Regions from separate parts of the Zea mays genome. Here region 1 is linked to region 2. The links are chromatin contacts, called in public Hi-C maps. All regions are on one chromosome and are shown on one strand. Each heading gives the region's core, a stretch centred on a gene start, on an enhancer-like site or on the middle of the called end of the contact. The rest is flanking DNA. Distances are from core to core; before and after follow the strand shown.

Region 1 (2,920 bases), core at 12-2,511, 140 kb after region 2:
CTATGGAGTCTGCTGAATCCATCTGATGTGGATTAAGGTTGTTAGTGAACTAGACAGTAGGACAATGTACTTACATCCATTGAGATACTCTACAAAATTAGGGTTGAAGCTACAATCATAAAGATACTCAGGTTGCCAATCTATGGAATAAACCCTGAACCATATCAATGGATTGCAGTTAACCGCGAACAACAATTGGTAATATCTTCTGTATTCAAAAAAAATCATTCCCCCCACAATAAAATTGTTGAAGCAGTTGATCCCTACCATTTAGATTAGTTCTCTTATCCTAACCGTGGAATCATTGTTCAGGTCTAGTGACGGTTATGAACTAAAACAAGGCCATGGATCCACGTTCTTGGAACACATAAACTGCATATATGCTGACAAATAAGTCAAACACAAATTGATATTCACGTTACCTTAGCTTCAGTGGAGGTTGGAACCGAAGTCCTAGAATCCCAGTTGATCTTGGAACCGAAGACCTTGACCTCGACTTGATACGAAAATCTGTAGGCGGCAATGAAGACAATAATCTGTTACTAGGTCGTTCATTACCTTTGAAGATTAAGTGGAGCTACTGGACATGAGGGGGAGGGGTGTGGCGGGATCGAACCCTAGCAACACGACAGGAGACAGCGGGGTGGGTACGGATGGACGCGAGGTGCACCGTACCTACGAAGATGCAGACGCGATGGTGGGGGAGCTGCGGAACCTTCGCGACGGAGCCAGGGCGGCGGTGTCACTGCTGCAAAGAGGAAACGGTGAAGGAAACACGACAATGGGAGGAGAAGACGGTGGGGACGACAATGGGAGGAGGGATTCCGTACCTGAGTACACCGGCGGCGATGCGTTCGGTGCGGACCGGCGACGCTCCGTTCGCTTCGCGGCGGCGGAGGAGCGTTGCAGGGAACCCTAGCCTAACTGCGCGTGGGCTTCTTACGGAAGCCAAATGAGCGCCGCTTCGCGAGGACCGTGGGCGGGCGGCTTCTTACCCAAACGCTTTGCCCAAAAGTCGCGCGAGAAGTTGGGCGTTTGGTTTCAGCTTTAGCTTCTGGCGGCCAGAAGCCGCCCAGAAGCTGAACCAAACAGCTACCAGATAGTTTACTGACACGCTTGCACGAAGGACTTCCGTTGCCATTATTTTGTCCACCCATTAGGAGTTTAGGACGATGTGCTGGACTGCTGCCCATAGCCTGTTAAGAGCTACTTTGGGAACACCGAAGGGAAAATTAGAATCCCTTGGGAAAACGGTGTTCCCAAAGTAGCCCTAAAAGACCAAAGAAAAACCGGGAAAACACCCGTCGCCCGCCCCTCATCCCTCCGTCGCCGCGCCGCCGTCCCATCGACGCCACCTGCCGCTGCCGCCGTCCAGCACACCTCCTCCGCCTCACGCGTTCCTGCAGAAAGCCTCTCCTAGACCACGGCCCAAGGCCCTTCATATCCACGCGGCACCCGAGCAGCAGAACCCTAGATAAACCCTCTCGGGGGCTAAGCACCGGCGGCGGCGATGGTGATGGTCCCTCCCGGCGAGTGGGTCCCCCACGTCGAGGCCTACGTCGACGTCTCCCGCCCCGCCGTGCAGCATGTAACATCCTCTTTCCTCTCCTCTCTCATTCCCCTCGTTCCAGTTGCAACGTTAGTTCAGTTAACTAGTTAGCTTGTGTCTTGAGTAATTCGATTTGTAGTAGTAATCACAAATTCACAATATGAGGTTGGTATATTTGGGATGCCGGAACAAACCATTGGTTTATGTGCGAGATTTGATAGAACACCTCCAGTTTCAGATTCTGTATAAAACTAGTGCGAAGAACTACTGCTAGTTTAGTTTGTTGTGAAAAAATGTTCCTTTCGCTTAGACTGATATCTGGTTTCATGTGTATCCTAATGCTGTAATGATGTGGTGTGCAACAGTCTGCTAGCGTGGATGCACTTGCTGCCCTGGTGAACAAAGACAAGTTGACCCTTTTTGATTTGGTATGCTCCAGCAGCCAAGATGTCATTTTGTAGCGTGATGCACCATACTGGGGAAAGCAGGTTAACTTCATTATGTTTCTACTTGGTGATTTTGTATAGGTGTCCAAGATGGATCTTTATTTGACGACAACAGACCACATTGTCAGATCAAGAGGTTCGTTTATCTATTTTCTCTGTTGTGGTTACAGTCCACGCTATGTTATCATGATTTATTAAGTGTCGATCAAACGTTGTAATTCAAAGTCTGAACCTTCTTTCTAAGTCCGTTAGGAGGTATGGCCTATGGCTAGTTCTCCTACCGGTATTTCCTTTGAAGATGAATACTTCGAATGTTATCCTTTTGACCTTTTTGTGAAGACTGATGCAGTTTTTACTAATGAAACAAACACCAACTATATATGACAATACAAGCATACAGGGGTGTGCATGTCTACATGCAGATTGACAGTACAAACTGAAAATGGCAAGGAAGAATGTGCCACTCTATTGGATCAGTGATTGCGTTTCAATAAATTTGAACTTTGTTCTGAACTTACCATTTCAATCTAACCTTCTGAACTTATCTCCCTTTGCATCTGTTCCTGATAGATTTGACTAAATATCATTAACCTGCTACATGCATGTTTTTTTGTTGCTGGTAATTTACTTCTAAGCTTTTATTTTACAGGAATACTGCTTCTTGGGGAAACATTGTCTCGAATTTCATTTAAATATTTAGATGTTATTACCATTACAACATTGTCAGACTTCTTTATATCAAGATTGGTAAGTTTGTGTTTGACACTTTGACTAGGTGAATCATTATCATTTCGTGTCAAATATTTTCCTAGAAGTTTAAAGTATAAAAAGGATGGAAGAGAAAGAACTGAGTAATGGTTCTATTGAAGTATTTTCTTTATGATTGCATTTTTATTGAATAATAGACTGACATGTTTATATTTAT
Region 2 (2,700 bases), core at 128-2,627:
CGCACAGCCGCCCGATGGCGATGCCGGGCTGCTTCCGGCACATGATCAGGTCCGGGTGGTGTTTCGCCATGCCTCAAATGTTAACCCTGGCAAGCCGTAGCACGATGGTTAGTTTTTGCACTGTCATGGAGCAACGTTACTACAGCTTGTCAGGAACGAGAAAAAAAAAACAGGACAGAGAAATGGTTGAAGGTTGGATACCAAATTCAAAGAGATTTGCTAGTTCGTTATTTATTTAACTTGATAGCAGGTAGTAAGGGAAACCTCTGTTTCGGCGGGAACTAAGCACTTTCCATATGCATCACTGAATTCGTTTTTCTTTCATTCTACCGTTAGGTGCTCTTTTCTTTTTTGTCAGCAACTTGACTGAACAAAAAGAATACAAATGTCCTACATGAGTGACAGGAGGACCCCTCTATCATTGCTACTCACAGCCAAACCCATCTTATATGATTTGGAGATGGTCATCATATATTCCTAATTTCCTATGTACCATAGTTAAAGCAATTGAGTCTATAGCCACAAACAAACAAAAAACATGCAAAAGGGTGTCCCATGGAGCTACGTTCAAATACTTCTTGACGTTTCTAAAATGAACATGTTGGAATAAATTTGGTGATTCGGACATTGGACTGGCAACAGCCATTTGTGCCGATCTCGATTGTACTCACTGGCATTGTGGACACCTAATGGCAAGGGAGACAGGAAGAATAATAATCTGTTCTAGACGAGGTGCCAATGTTAGCGTCATATAGTCCCTTCAGCGAAGATAGAAATAAACAGCCCAAGTGTTGTTGTTCACTTCTATTGGATATGTTGGAACCCAGAAAAATAGTCGGCTGTCGGCGGTGTCTGCAAACAGACGGTTGAATCAACTGTTTGCTTTTCCTACGGACACAGGTACTTGTTTGAAGCTGCTACTGCTGGACGCGCAGTCGAATCAACAAGCTGCCTGCTACCCATACAGGACGACAAGTGGAGATCAACACAAGAGACAGGACACGGCAGTGGCGGTCTCCGGATAGGGGGAGGGTCAGTGCGGGGCCGGCGCGCCATCTGCTAGCAGACCCACGCATCGACGACGATATTTCAGTTAGGTGGCTCGAGGGCGACACCGGAGGGATCTAGCATAGCACGCGAATGGTTTATCAACTGCGTTCAGTAATGCATGAGCTGAGCCAAGGGGCTGGAGTCCTGGAGATGGATCCGTGGGAGCGACTGAGCTATAGCCACGTACCGGCGTAAGAAGAGGTGGAGCAGGACGGACGAGGCGCCGAGGTCGATGGAGGCGCGAGAGGCGATGGAGGCGGAGGATCCAGTAGAGCAGGAGTCAGGGGAGAAAGGGAGGGGAGGGGAGGGGAGGGAATAAGGTCTGGTTGGGCCTTGGGCATGGGGAGCCAGGTTTTGCGGGCTGCTTGGAGGGAGGAGCCACTAGAAGCCTGGGCCTACATCGTCAATATCTGCTTCCCATATTCTTTGGAATCGATATTTGCATATCATGTAATCTGGTAATCTATACTTCTATATTACTCTATTAAAAATCTAATATAAGCATCTAGTGCCACAACTTCACCCTCCACACTCTAGACACATCCACCACACCGTGCAAAAAATAGTGCAAAGTAAGCACTCAAACCTACACTCACCTGCTTCAGAGATTTTGGGTTAACCAACAGACCACACGTACTTAGTGTTTTGAAATAAACAATAGTTATATTTGAGTATATAACAACCATAGTAAAGCACAAGCAACTGACTAGTTTAACCCATAAACTCGAAACTCCGTGAGTACCTGACCTATCACCCATGTGGGCACGTGTGATGATTTTGACCCGTGGTGTAACTCACACTTGACCCCAAGTTTCGGGGGTGTGGGTGTGTGTTTCTATTTCAACCCATGGTTGATCCCACACTCGATCCAAAATTTATGTTGGCGTCGATCTAGGCAGCTGAAAGTTCCCTATGCCCGGAAACAGGATCTAGATGTCGTCTAGAGGGGGGATGAATAGGCGAATAATAATTATCACTTTATAACTGAAAATTCTTACTCTACTCGAAGGCCGGATTGCAGTGGAATGAAAGACCCTTCGAGTAGGTTGCAGCAGAATTGAAGTTCTTGTCTTAAAATACCCTGCACTTCGAAGACAGCTTATACCACATATAAATATTGAAGTGCAAGTATAAACAACAAATAAGATAGAGAAACAACACACAGCACAGAGCAGAGCACACGGACACAGGGATTTATCCCGAGGTTCGGCCAAGCCTGAAATGCTTGCCCAGTCCTCGTTGGAGTTAGCCACACCTGGGCTTGGAGTCTATTTCAACTCCTTCTTCCGTTTGCTCAGATCTGTCAGTATGACAGATAGAGCCTTCCACTATGTTGATATTGGTTACAACAACGTCGTGGCTGCTTACAGTCTTCTTCGACATCACTCCGGCAGAGTAACAATGCGCTCAAGACTTTGCTCTAGCTCTCAGCAGCACTTCTCCACTCTCTAAAGGCTTATAGCTTTGCCTCTACACAAACTAGAGAGATATACACGAGAGGGAGAGAGAGAATTGATCCAAATGATGTGTACAATTGTTGACTGCACTTGTGTACTTGTTTGAGGCGCCTAGGGGTCCCTTTTATAGCCCCAAAGGGCCTAGGAGCCGTTAGAGCTTCATTTGGAAGCTCCCAGTCTTCCCTGGTTGCGG

Evidence for each region. Hi-C and Micro-C count contacts between places; a contact is called where the count stands out from the background.
Region 1: a Hi-C map of ear shows a contact between it and region 2, with 4 times the contacts expected there. The contact joins the promoter of LOC100217039 here to the promoter of LOC100282173 in region 2. A contact is called at or near these places in 14 of 25 Hi-C or Micro-C datasets (bundle sheath, ear, endosperm and 5 more) and 1 of 3 datasets of contacts at active chromatin or transcription factors (leaf).

Annotation. Positions count from the first base shown.
Region 1 is chr7:9,684,301-9,687,220 of Zm-B73-REFERENCE-NAM-5.0, forward strand. LOC100217039 reads left to right here and starts at 1,262. Exons shown (of 20, transcript NM_001359550.1): 1 at 1,262-1,588; 2 at 1,915-1,977; 3 at 2,077-2,131; 4 at 2,645-2,742. The coding sequence starts at 1,511.
Region 2 is chr7:9,543,976-9,546,675 of Zm-B73-REFERENCE-NAM-5.0, forward strand. LOC100282173 reads right to left here and starts at 1,378. Exons shown (of 2, transcript NM_001155085.2): 1 at 1,238-1,378; 2 at 1-86. The coding sequence starts at 70.